2 separate regions of the Sus scrofa genome follow, and region 1 is linked to region 2. The links are chromatin contacts, called in public Hi-C maps. All regions are on one chromosome and are shown on one strand. The core of a region is the stretch at or near the end of the contact, and the rest is flanking DNA. Distances in the headings are between cores, read along the strand shown. Region 1 overlaps RAB18 (ras-related protein Rab-18). Region 2 holds the start of RAB18 (ras-related protein Rab-18).

What was found. Hi-C and Micro-C count contacts between places; a contact is called where the count stands out from the background.
Region 1: a Hi-C map of liver shows a contact between it and region 2, with 4 times the contacts expected there. The contact joins the enhancer-like site here to the promoter of RAB18 in region 2. A contact is called at or near these places in 3 of 5 promoter capture datasets (fetal liver, fetal skeletal muscle and liver), 5 of 47 Hi-C or Micro-C datasets (liver and skeletal muscle) and 2 of 2 datasets of contacts at active chromatin or transcription factors (alveolar macrophages and skeletal muscle).

Annotation. Positions count from the first base shown.
Region 1 is chr10:39,002,557-39,009,797 of Sscrofa11.1, forward strand. It overlaps RAB18 (ras-related protein Rab-18), which reads left to right. Exons shown (of 7, transcript XM_021064710.1): 7 at 2,268-2,419. The coding sequence ends at 2,311. Among named protein-coding and RNA genes, the nearest start is that of RAB18, 36 kb to the left of the region's middle. Within about 2 kb of position 5,140, at least 14 of the 83 cell types and tissues checked have an H3K27ac peak or open chromatin away from gene starts, as enhancers often do. A contact at or near this core is called in alveolar macrophages, fetal liver and liver, where this site is marked.
Region 2 is chr10:38,968,184-38,974,909 of Sscrofa11.1, forward strand. It overlaps RAB18 (ras-related protein Rab-18), which reads left to right and starts at 2,198. Exons shown (of 7, transcript XM_021064710.1): 1 at 2,198-2,493. The coding sequence starts at 2,426. It overlaps LOC102165822 (a long non-coding RNA gene), which reads right to left and starts at 2,202. Exons shown (of 3, transcript XR_002336324.1): 1 at 1,650-2,202.

The sequences.
Region 1 (7,241 bases), core at 3,890-6,389, 37 kb after region 2:
AAGCTTTTTGTTTCATAATGCAGGTTTTCTAAGTGAAGTAGTTGCAATTACTACTAAAATTAGCCACTTAAAAATAACAGTTTTGTTAGTTCTTCATTCTTGACTCATTTGAAGTCATTTTAAAGCGCCTTTTCCATATGGTGCAAATGAGAACAATGGTAGAATATAGTGTTTTGAGTTGTAGGAGTACTGACTTAGACCTAAACAAATAACTATTCAGTTTATATTAAGAGTAATAGTTAGCATTTATTGAATGCTTCCTTGGTGTCAGGTGCTGTTCACTGGATTATGTCATTCAACTTCACAGTAACCTTAAGTGATTTGTTGGTACTGCTACTATGCCCATTTTAAAGATGAGGCTAATGAAACATCCCGAAGATTACAAAGCCTATCAGTGATAGAGCTGGATTCCAGTCAGGGCATCTTCACTCGAGTCCATGCTCTTAACCAGTGCTCCCTATGCGACGGCTATTTACTAGCTTTTTGTTTTCTTACACAGCAGGTTTGTCATTCTTTTGTTATGTGTAATAGAAATATTTCAGGTTTTTTGGTTATAGAGTAGATCCCGTGGATGTAAACCAACTGTGTAAGTCATTTGATCTAAAAGTTTTGGTAGTGGAGCAGGTGGTCTCTTAGTTCTTTTACCTTCTCACTCACAGTGGAATGAAAATCCTTGACTTGGAAAAGGTATGAAGTCAGGGCACTTAGGGCACCATAATTTCCTCTCTTTTTGGCTGTGCCCGTGGCATGTGGAAGTTGCTGGGTCATGGATTGAACCCACAGCAGCAACCTGAGCCACAGCAGTGACAATGCCAGTCCTTAATCCACTGTGCCACAAGAGAACTCCAGGGCACCTTAATTTCCGGTTTGTAATTGGATATGAGAAACATTATTAAATCTGGGAATAGCCTTTTGCTCAAATTCAAATCCAGGGGATGTTTTCATTTTGAGCACTGAATTGCCACCTACAAATTTACACTTGTTGTTGGCTTTCTGATTGAATGCAATGGAATTGGACTTGATTTAGATTCACTGTAATTTTCATACACAAGAAATACATGGGATTACATGGTTCTGTTCTAAGTGTGGGGGTGGCACAGACCTACTGCATATGTGCAATATCTTTAAATACAATTTATTGTATATTTTTTCCAATTGGTTTTCAAGTAAATTGGGTTATCTTCTAAGGCACTGTCAATCTTTTCAGCATCTATCTATCTATCTATCTGTCTATCTATCTATCTTGGGGTCCATTTCACCAGCCATACTTAGGAAGTTTTTGTTTCCTTCATTTATTTTCCCTTGTTAGATAGGAGTAAAAGCATTTACTTGGTGTTAGAAGATACTACACTAGTTCTGACCCCAGCTATGCTGAAGGTAATCAACTATAGACTTCATCCTGATTTTTGTTTAGAAATGTTGAGAGAAGAGAATAGAAAAAAGTGGACTAAATGAAAACTTGGAGCTAAGGAATATAGATTTACCCAGGAATCTCCGTTTTTATTTTTATTTATTTTTTAAGGGAACATCTCTCAGGTCAGAGGGGAAAAAATGTACTCCTGTTATATTATGGGGGGGGCTTAAAATTTTACTATTCGTTGCTAGCTTTTTGTTTCCTATTTAGGAATCAGTAGCCTTTCTGACTGTGGTATAAAGTTTGCTTCAGTGCCTCTTAGTTATCAACTGTTTTGTTTTGTCACAGACATTTCCAGTGGTGGTGTGAGCACCTATTCACAGGAGCTGACCTCTCACCATCTCTCACACACAGGAGCAATGTTTCTTTTTCTTTTTTTGTTTTTATTAACCTGATAAACCACAAATTATGTAATTTTATTTGTATTTCTCTGCTTACTAGCAGGGTTGAGCACTTTTAATATTTCATTGGATATTTGTATTATTTTCTTTTATGCCTTATTCGTGTATGCTGTGGTTGCCCACCCAGCATCCACTTCCTTCTCTCACAGTACAGCCCACCTTCTCTTTGGATAACTGCCCCCCATCAGCACCCACGCAGCTTGAATGGGACTGTCGCACCATCAGCTCTAGAGCTGGCCTGGTTATCTAACCAGGGCCACTCCCTGCCCCCGCTGCCCCCCACCACCACCACCACCACGGCCCCATGTACTGCCCCCAGGGATAGGGAACTGACCCAGATCAGGCCACTTCGTTAAAAGATGTTGGCTGGGGCTTCCTCAGGAACTGCGGATGATAGCGTGGTATGAAGATTCACATTCTGAACATGCTGCAGCCATTTTTCTAATTCAAAGGAGTCAGGCCGAGGACACTACCAAGAAAGGGAAAGGGCGTCTGAGTTGGAGTCTTGATGCAATCTGGAGCCTCTGGATCAACCTGGACCTGAAGTTAGTGCTACTGCTGGACTCTTCACCTATGTGAGCCAATAAATTCCTTTTTTATTTAAGCCAGTTTGAGTTGGATTTTTTTTTTTTTTCTTGTAAACAAATGTATGCATGGTGAGTGAGTATATATGATCTTACTTGGACGGGCTCTTTGTACATTGATTTCAGTATGTTGATGACTGCCACTTGGAAAGTCATAATTCTTAAGTAACTGTTAACATTTTAGTGAGGTTACTTTCATATATTTTTTTGTGGACATATATATGAGTTAACTCCATACGTGTAATTTTAAGGACGCCGTATTGTATAGGGTCTCGTGTATTTGTGGTTCAATCTCCTCTGTCATCTAGCCCTCACTCTTGACCTCTCCTCCCTGAGACAGTCATTGTTAGGACCTGGCATGTGTGCTTTTATGCATCTCTCCATGCCTCTTTAATCATATGCAAGAATGCATTTATACGTTGTTTTAATTCTGTTGTTTTACAAAAACAAGATTGCCTACGTATTCACTTCTGCCTTTTGCTGTTTTTACCCAACAATAGATTGTGAAAAATCCCTCCAAGCCAACTTAGATGCAGCTAGCATCTCTTTTAGTGATTGTACAATATTATATTCCATGGTGTGGATTACCACAGTCTATTTAGCTGTTCCTCTAGTAATGAATATTTATATTGGTTCCATTTTTGCCTCTGCAGATGGTGCTTCAATAAATATCCTTATACACATATCTTTTTGTTTCTATGGGATGGATATTTAGGTTGGATTCCTGGGCAAAACAAAATGTATGTTTTTCAGTTTTGATATATTTCATAAATTGCTTTCCAAACGTCCATAACAATTTACATTTCTCCTTAGAAATATGAAGGGTATCATTTTTCCACGGCATTCTCCATCAGCAGCATGAGGTGTTCTCAAATTTTTATTTTTGCCACTTTGATATTTATATGGTGTTAACTTATGTTACATAACGTTTGCATTTTCTGCAGAGCATTTTTTTCCATGTTTTTAGGCTATTTGGAGTTGCTCTTTTTTGAAATTTGTCAGTTTTTCTGCTCAGTCTTTTTCTGGTTTTATTATTGTTATATGAGCTGTTTGGTTAGTACAGATATTAACCTGTGTGTGTGTGTGTGTGTGTGTTGTGAGCATCTATTTCTAATCCAGTGTTTGTTTTTCAGTTTGCTTATACTGTGTTTCTTCTTACAATTTATCTTTAAATATTTTATACCTTTTGGGTTCCTCACCCCTTAGGCTGTACATGCAATCTCCTTAACCTTTCTGAGACTTTTATTTTTTTCTTAACACTTTACTAACTGTAATTCACTTCTGCTTATGACACAAGGTAGGTGCAATCTTGGTCTTCACGTGGTGTGTCAGTTGTGTGCATTAAATAAATTTCCCACTGAGCTGAAGGACCAATTTTGCCCTAGATAAAATTCCCAGAGTACTAGAATCTACTTTGGCCTTCTATTTTAGGGTCTCTTCACCTTGGAAGTTTATGGATTTCAGTGTAATTGGCTTTCTGTAATCCCGTATGTTTCGTTTATGCTTTAAAAACAGTCTCGGAAGGGCTCTCTGGGTTTCATCAGACTGCCACAGAGCCATGGCAGAATGAAAGTTTTGTTAGTCGTGTATGTTTGTGGCTGATAAGGCAAATGCTTTCTGACTCTTTTTCAGTGTTTTTTTTTTTTTTTTTTTTTTTTTAACATATGAGTCTTTCGCCTTATTCTTTGCCCATTTTTTCCTTTGTGTAGATCTTTCTTTTTTTAAGAGAGAAGTTCTTTATAAAATGTGATATGGATACTAATCCTTTGTCACTAATGTATATTACTCTTCCCAATTAGTGGTCTGTCTTTTGAATTTGTTTGAAATATTGCATAAGTAAACATTTTTAAACTAAAAACGTAATCATTTTAATCAGTTTGTTAAAACTTTATCAATTGGAATCATTTGATAAAAATTTCTACATTAATTATAAGAAAACTGATAATTTAATGGTAAGACTTGCCATTAGGAAAAGAGATATCTTTCTATTCAGCTCTTAAACTGTTTTTATGTTTATAGTTTCTTTTTACATAGGCCCTTAAGCTTCTTTTTTAAGAACTATTCTTACCAAGAACTGTTTTTTTCATTAGGGTGAATAGAATCAGTCTTCTCATTTCAGAATCTATGTAGTTGATGCTAAGAAGAAAAAGCTACTGTTTTTTCTGTCTGTCCAACTGACTAATCAGTTTGGTACTTTGGTTTCAACTAAGGTTTCTTTAGTTTTCTAGGTAAAATAGAAAAAAATATCATTTGTAACTTTAGTGTATATATTTATTTAGAGGAAATTGCAGCTGTTTTGTTTCTGTATTTTTTCGAATCTGTTTCCTGACAATGTGTTTAGAGGAAACGTCCTATTTCACAACTGCTGCTAAGGCCTGCATACCCCAGCCTTTGACCAGGGCCATTACATGCAGCCAGCCCTCCCAGCCCTTTCCAAGGCCAGGCCTCCTGTATTTGCATAGGCCAAGCTCTCCCCAGGATCTGCCACTTTCTGCTTTTTTCGTATGTAGTCATAGTGAGACTGGGCTGTTTTCTGTTGTTGCTAACTTCATGTTTTGCAAGACTCATAAAATTGAGATTCTTTTTTTATATGCTGGAATACTTATTTTTTTAAATGGATATTGGAATTCCAATTGTGGCTCAGTGGGTTAAGAACCTGATGTAGTGTCCATGAGGATGCGGGTTTGATCTGTGGCCTCGCTCAGTGGGTTAAGGATTCAGTGTTGCCGCAAGGTCACAGATGTGGCTTGGATCAGTATTGCTGTAGCTGTGGTGTAGGCTGGCAACTGCAGTTCCCATTCAACCCCTACCCTGGGAGTGTCCATGTGTCACAGGTGTGGCCATGAAAAAAAGAAAAATAATAATAATGGATATTGTCCGTTTGTTGCAAGTTTCATAGAAGTCATTATAGCATAAAGTTAGGAGTGTGGCTTTTGGAATCAGAGTGAGCTCACATCCTTAGCTCATTTATTTCACTGCTGAAAGATCCTGGGTGAGTTACTCAGCCTTCTTGAGTCTGTCTCAGTTTCTTCCTCTCGAAAGTGGGGTAATAGTGGTCTCAACACTGTAGGGTTCTGAGCATTGATTGAGTTAGGGAGTGTAAAGCTTGACAGAGTGCACTTCAGTAAGTGTTAGCTGTTATAATTAGCATGTTGTGGTTATTGGTCTCAGTTTTTCTAAAGTCAAAAAATTCACATAGAGAAAACAAAGTGGTTTTTTTTCTTCTGAGGTTTAAAATTTTTCTGGAATAAGATTGGATATACCCATTTGAAAAGTATTTTTCTAAAGTTGTAGTTTCTCATTCCATATGTGCATATGTGTATTTTTCTTTCTTTTTTTTTTTTGCTTTTTAGGGGCGCACCTGGGGCATATGGAAGTTCCCAGGCTAGGGGTGGAATCAGAGCTCAGCTGCCAGCCAGCCTACACCACAGCCACAGCAACACAGGATCCAAGCCGCATTTGTGACCCTCACCACAGCTCACAGCAATGCCGGGGATTGAACCCGCATCCTCATGGATATTAGATTTGTTTCAGCTGAGCCATGACGGGAACTCTTGTATTTTCCTTTTTTCTTCTACAAGCAGTTTGTGGTCTTTTTAACAGGCAAAAAGTGGTCTAGACCAGTGATCTGTAAATAAATGATAGAGTGGTTTCTAAGGAGAGCCGATAAATGCAAATGAGGTGCCTGATGAGAGTACTGCTGGGTTCCCAGCGGGTGAAGACCTGTGTGTTGACTGCCAACCTCAGGTCAGGCTCTGTGGCTTCCTGCATGTCCCAGCCTCTGAAGTCTAGCTGCTGTCGTGTTAGGAGGTAGTACAGGCTCCTGGTCTTGAAACAGTTATCCTTTTTAGCTTTGTATTCCTTCAGGCATGTTTTCTTCGCTAGGAATTTTAAGCTATATATTCCCATGTGTCACACACATACCACCATTTTTAGGATAAACACACAATCCACATCTAAGTTTACTCTAAAAACAACACTAATCTTGCAGTGCTGGATAGAGAGCACGGCATGTACAAATAAACATGTCTGTTTACATTTGCCTCTTGCACAGTTCGCTGTTCATTAATAGAAACACGAACAAATCACTCTTACAAAATGATTTCTTGCAATACCAGTAGAACTACCAACCATGACCCTGCTAAGAAAATGTCGAAATTCACTTGCATTCTTTTTGACCTTAGGTGTGTACCTCACTATGGGTATATAGTCAAGTGTTCAAATTACTTGAATAAATTTTTTATGAGGTTTTATTATCTATTTGGTATAAGTTCATTTGTTCCTGCTTATATTCAATTTTAGAGCTTACTTTTTTCATCCCTTTTAATCTTTTGAATAATTGAAACATTTCACATGGCTCAAAAGCCAATACCATATTATAAAAAGCTGAATGGAGAAAGTCATGTTCCCAAATCTATTCACTTTGTCCTGATCTCAAGCTCTCTCCACATATGGTCATTATCACTAGGTTCTGGTAATTCCCCCCATGTTTCTTTTTGCAAAAATTATGCAATGTTCTTTTTTTTTTTTTTGATAAACCATACAAAAGGTAGCATACTATGGATACTCTTGAATCTTGCTTTTTCACTTAACAGTGTAACCTGAAAAATCACTCCATATATCATTAGTTTGTGGAGCCCTCCCTCATTCTTTTTTTAAGGTTGCAAACCGTCTGTTGTAGATTGCACAGCTTATTCAGCCAGTTGCCCATGAGTGGGCAGTGAGTTGTTGTTTCATGTCTGGAGGATAAGATCCTAAAGTCTTTATTGAAGTACATTTTACATTAAATAAACATGCCCATTTTAGAACTTTATATTGATGGGTTTTAATAAATGTATTGCT
Region 2 (6,726 bases), core at 948-3,447:
AAAAGCTAGAATAGAGGGGAAGACAATGGGTTCAGTGTGATTCATGTTGAGCTTGGTTTTCTGCATCTGGGCACACCCACGTGGAGATATCTTAGCAGGTGGGTACCTTGGCCTCAACCTCAGGAGAGAAATCTCAATCAGAGACGTAACTCTGGGATTACTCAACATTAGTGGGATGTGGAAACCATGAAAATGTAAGAAGATGATGTGTGTGCAGTGTATAGAGTAAGACGATAAAACTAGGACAAAATTCAAGAAACACAAATGTTTAAAAATGAGCAAGAGGATTGCACAAAAAACTGAGACATAGCCAAGAGGTAGGAGGAAATCCAAAAGGATATGGTGTTGCCAAAGTAGGTCAACAGTGTTACTAGCAGCATCAATAACTCCAGGCTTGGTATTTAAACTTTTTTATCTTGGTATGAATAGTATTATGCAACAGTTCTCAAATGTTTGGGTTGTACATATTAATATAAACTCTTACAAATGATTGAGGACTTGAAAGAGCTGATTATGTGGCTATGACTATTCATATTTACTCTATCAGAAATTAGAACTGAGGAATTTTAAACATGTATTACTCCATTACAAAAATAATAAACCTATTACCGCTTAAGACAAATGTTTATGAAAATAACTATTTTACAACAAAAAATATTGAAAAAGTGGTCATATTTTACATTTTTGCAAATATCTTTAATGTCTGGCTTTATAGAAAGTAGCTGAATTCTCAAATTTGGTTCTGCCTTCAATCTCTTTTACTATCACACATTACGTAGCCTCTGCAGAAATGCCACTGTTGTATTAAAGAACAATAGTGAAAAAAGTAAACAATATCTTGAATCATTATGAACATACTTTGATCTTGTGTACTTCCCTGAAGGGGATCTCCAGGGACTTGGGGACAACACTTGCAGAATCACTGCCCTAGAGCAGAAGAGCTTGACTATATTGTGAGTCTCACTAATAAGGTCTTGATGCCACAGCCAAAGTAGGCTGGATAGACTTGATTGAGGTTCAAGGGCTATTTTAAGAGAGGTTGAGGTTGTCCAATTGACATCACCTTCCAAAGTTAGAAATGGACTCCAGAATGTTCATTCAATTAATTCATTCAACAAATATTTACTTGGCGCATATTAGATGCCAGAAACTACTCTAGACACAGAAGGCATAACAAAGCAGAAAAAAGATCCTTGTCTTCATAAAGCTTCCCTTTTCCTTGGGGAAGACTAGCCAGTGGAAAGATAAACTAGTAAAATATATATTGGAGGACAGTAAGTGATATGTAGAAAAACAATGCAAAGAGGTATAGGGAATGTGGGAAGGATTTGCAAATTTTGAATTTTGTACATGGACGGCCTCATTAAAAAGGCAACATTCAAGCAAAGACCTGAAGGAGGTGAAGGAGCCATTGAATATCTGATGAAAGAGCTTTTCCAGGGATTTAACAAACATTAATTTATTTTAAATTTTATTCATATATATTCTTTAATACACACCTATTGTACCTGGCACTAGCTGCAAGTATAATTAGATACAAAAAAGTGTTTATTTAGTGTCTATCGTGTACCAGGCACTTTACTAGTTACCATACATGAGGTTTGATGCCTTCACTAAGATTTATAACTTAAGACAAAGCATGTACTCACAATTCCTGCAGCTGGAGTGTAGTAGTTCTTATGAGTAATAGATGATTTGAAGTTGCACCACCAGAGGGTCTGCATGTACTTGATCTACCTGAGGTTTATGTCTCTCTTTGAAGATGAATTGAGGTGCGAAAGGTCCTCATCAATCTAACAGACGGTAAGCCAGGAAGTTAATACCCGATCACACCTTTTATAAAACACTTCAGTTTACAAAGAGCCATCGCAATCCTTTAATCTTCCCCACAATCCTAAGAAGCTGGAATTATTTTAAGTATTATTCTAAGTATTATTGCCGCTGACTAGGAAACAGGCTCAAAGTCTACATAACATAAAGCGTTATACCTAAAATTAAGGCAATCTGCCTTCAAGCACAAACAATGCAGCTGTTGGGACCAGCTGCTGAAATAAAAGAGCACTAATCGACCCTGACCTAACTCAGTTCTTTCCTAGGTACCCAAGCCACAGGTTGAGGGTCAAGCTATGGCTGAGGAGGCGCAAGAGCCTGCAAGGTAGGTGAAATCACATCCGGCTCTCTCCTTCTGCGCTTGCGCAAGTGAGGGCTTACCTTCCGGAAAGACGCCTGGGACTCTGGGTTTGCGCAGACGCAGAGCTACGTCCAGGCGGATCTGGGGCGTCCCGGGCTCCTGCAACCTAAACACCCGGTGTGAAAGGAAGGAGGCAGCGGCGGGGCTGGGCGCTGCGCATGCGCGGGCAGCTCCCCCACGAAGGGTTGAGAGAGTCGGACCGGCGCGGCCAGGCGGGCGCGGAGCGGGGTCAGGATGGACGAGGACGTGCTGACTACGCTGAAGATCCTCATCATCGGCGAGAGTGGCGTGGGCAAGTCCAGGTGAGGCGGGTCTGCGGCCGTGGCAAGGGCGGCGGGGCTCTTTCTGCTTGGGTCGTCGCTGTCTGCTGGGCCGCGGCGGGAACGGTAAACGGCGCCGACCGGGCGTTGGTCGGGCTGGGCGGCCTGGCCTCGCGCCTGCGGCCCTGCTCCCCGCACCCCCGCGCCCGCCGGGTCCGCGGCCTCCGCCGGGCCGGCTTCTGTCGCTTCTCTTCCTGTGCACCCAGAGGAAAGCATTTCGGACGGCGCCACTCGGCCGGCGGGTTTGCTGCCGAGGCGCCCAGGGCGTGGCGGGCGGGTGTGGGCCCGAGTCCGGCCGAGGCCGAGGCCTCGCTCGGCCCGTCCGGGCTCAGGCTGCCTGTCACCGCGCGAGTGGAGAGTTGTCACTAAACCACGGAGAGATTTCTGTCGGGCTTTCTCTGAATACGTAGTGTTCTACACAGGAAGTTTCGTGACGCCGTAGGTGACATTCCGCGGCCGCTTTTTTTTTTTTTTTTTTTTTGTTAAATGAGTCAGCTGTGAAAGAACTCATGTCTTCTGACTACTTGAGTAATTCACTTTCGGCTAAGATGCTAGAGCGTAAACTGTGGGCCACTTCTAAACATCGAGTGTTCTTGTTACTTCTCCTTCTGCCACATCATATAGAGATAAAACAACACAAGACTATGTGTGTTTTCTTTCTCGGCCCTTTCTTGGGGGAAAGTAATGTTGGCTATAGTTAGAGTTGAGTATAAGAAGCCCCTGGAGATCTGGAGCCTCGTGGGTGTTGCAGGAGAGGTTGTGATATCACCCTGGTCTTAGAACAGTTCTCCAGGTGAAGTTAAAATCCTTGCCATCTGATAAAAGAGTAAGTTGTGTTGTAGGCGGCTTTGATCTTTAAATAATATTCAAATTCCAGAAGCTGTAAGCAATTTCGTATTTTAGCTGTACTTGCTGATAAACAGCTTTCAGACCACTTCGTAAAGTCTTACTTTTTTAGATATTTGAAGATTTGAAATCTTTTCTGTAATATGTTCTGAACTTCATAAACTTTTAAAACATGGCAGTACATTTTCATGGTTTTCCTCATTTAATGTACACAATATTAAGAGTGAGGGATTTGTACATAGCAAAGAATATGAAACACCATGGGTTAACAAAATAGTATGATTTCTGCATGTCTGTGTGTATTAAAGGGCTGAATAAAATCATTTTCATAACCTCTGTGTATTGTGTTTGAGGGTTTAAAAAGTTAGGTAAAGGTTAACTGGAGGTGCCGTGTTTACATAATTCAAGTTCTCCCTCTAGAGTAAGATCTGTTAAGTGGATTTATTGGTTTCCATGGTTCCCTCCCCCCAAAAAAACGTACTTGGATCTAATCTGCTCCAAACTTTTTCTCAAAACTTGGTGGAGACTAATTATGACAAAATTTTAACACCATTACCTCTTTGAAGAAAGGGTTGCATTTAGGGAGAAAGTTGGCTCATTTTTCTAGGTGGATATATATTATTGGTGTATGTGATAGGCTGTGGAAAAACAACATTAACCACTTACCTTTTTGGATAAGGTGAAAATAAATGACTTTAGAAGCCTGTGCTTTTTAAGGCGAGTTAGTACAAAAACGAAAACATTTGTTACGGATATAATCTTACAGGGTTGATCTAACCTATTGTTTCTATTTTCCTTCTTTCTTTTCTTTTTCTTTCTTTCTTTCTTTCTTTCTTTCTTTCTTTCTTTCTTTCTTTCTCTCTCTCTCTCTCTCTCTCTCTCTCTCTCTCTCTCTCTCTCTCTCTTTCTCTCTTTCTCCCTCTCTTTTTTTAGGGTCACACCACAGCATATGGAAGTTCCCAGGCTAGGGTCCACTTGGAGCTACAGCTGCTGGCCTCCGCCACAGCCATAGCAGCATAGGATCAGAGCCAAGTCTGGGACCTACACCACAGCTCACAGCAATGCCAGATCCTTAACCCACTGAGTGAGGCCAGGGATGGAACCCTAATCCTTATGGATACTAGTTGGGTTTGTTAACTGCTGGGCCACTAAGAGAACTCCTGTTTCTTTTTCCTTTTTGATCTAGACTTAGTGGAGGTGAGATATTACTTGTGTTGAAAAATCATTGCACAGCAAAGAATGTCCTAACTCATTCAAGTTAGTGGGTTATTTTTCAAGTTTATTTTGTACTTGGAGTATAACAAGCATGTGTGAGAACAGCCAGGAGATAAGAATTATGAAACTTGTTGCCGCTACTTGTGTGACCTTGTGTGTGACACTGGAATTCTCTAGGCCTTCATTTCTTTATTTGAAAAGTGAGGTTGAAGAAGAAATCTCTCAGCCCCTATCTAGTTTTAAATTTATAAGATTGTTTCTTTGAATCTAGACGAGTAAAGAAGTAGCATGGTGTTTCAGAAACTGGAAGGGGTTATAGAGACTTTCTGCTACCTAAATTGCTGTCCCTCCTGTGCCCCTTATATCCCCATCCTTTCGGCCAGTTTCATTTGTAAATTAAGAAATAAAGATTCATCATAATGACACTGATGAGTTATAAATTTGGTCTCCAAGTGGAATGGTGGTAGTTACTCCCTCCATCTATTGCTCTGCATAGAGAATATTTTGCTGTTTTAACTTTGAAAATATGAAAACTTAAACATATGTCCATTAGAGCATGGTTCTTGGTCATTTTCAGGTTGTGGATTCCTTTCAAAATCTAATAGAGAAATAGACTCCCTGCCTGGAAAAATGCATACGTAGAATTTAGACTAGATTTCCAGCTAACAGTGCACCACTGGCTAAGATCTGCTGCCTAATACCCAGGGCCTGTGTTAAAATTTGTTCCTTTCCGCCAGACCAATTCCCTTGCCTTTCCTGACAAAATACCATTAATGACAAGCGATGTTGTAAGGATTAGCAATTATGTAAGAAAACCCTTGGCCCCCTGTCTGGCATGTTGCTGACATTCAGTAAGTGATAGTCAGTACCATTGGTATTACATTATTATTATGCTGTTATTACTACACAGTTGTGTAATATTTTCTCAGGTGATCAAGTATATACATACCTTTTCTACTCTTCATTTGTGGGCCACTGAGATTTTTAGTGAAATCTTTACTTTCATTAATTTAAAGTTTAATGTTGGGGAGAGATGAAAGTCTTTGTTTTGTTTTTTGCCTTTTAGGGCTGCACCCCTGGCATATGGAGGTTCCCAGGCTAGGGGTCCAATCGGAGGTATAGCTGCTGGCCTACACGACAGCCGCAGCAACTTGGGATCTGAGCTGTGTCTGCAACCAACACCACCGCTTACGGCAACACCAGATCCTTAACCTGCTGAGCAAGGACAGGGATGGAAGCCACAACCTCATGGTTCTTAGTTGGATTCGTTTCTGCTGTGCCACGACAGGAACTCCAAGAAAATCTTTATGAGTTGTCTTTTAAGTTGTTTATTAGTGCTGTCACCTAATTGCATGTCACGTAATTGCATGTTGGAGCTAAGTAAAATTATAGGCAAGAGGGTTCAGTGTTAAGTAGAAAAATCTACAATTTGATTCTTATGTTTTACTTTGCTTTTGTGGTGCTGGTTTTATGATAAACAAAAAGCAAAACCAGGAAAGGGAGAGTTAATCCTTCAAACAGAATTAATGACAATGGGTTTGGAAACTATTAAGAGGTCATTATGTTTTGCAGTATATACCCTCTGGACAAAAAAAAGAAATCTTTAGAAGCAGTAATTACAATGTATGGAAGTTTTCATACATTTCTTTCCTGCAATTAAGATGTGTGATAGCTATTGCCTTGATTTTTATTAATGCAGACAGGTCAATAGAATAGTTTTGTCCTCCTTAGGAGATAATGGGAAGGAGATTGATTAATTTTACAAATCCTGGGCTTTAACAAAAGCTTAGATTTTATTTCTGAAGAGCTTTTAGTAATTGACGCTTCTGCCTTATATTAAAATAATCCTGGGAGCCAAAATCTTGGAATACTCTTATGGTGTATTTTCCTTGCATTTCACGCCTTCCTTTCTAATTTCTTTACCATTTTCTAGGCTTAGTCCTTCATTATCTCCTAACTATAATCATGGCAGTTGTCTTTTGTTGATTTTCTTGCCTTTTTTTTTTTTTTTTTTTTTTTTTTGTGCTAGCATTAACTTTTCAAAATGCAGAGCAGTTCCTGCCATTCCTTTCTTTGAAAGCTTTGGGTAGCTCCCTGTTGGCTGCTTGATTTCACATACCTTTCTGGGCATTTGCCAGAGGATACCTACTCTGG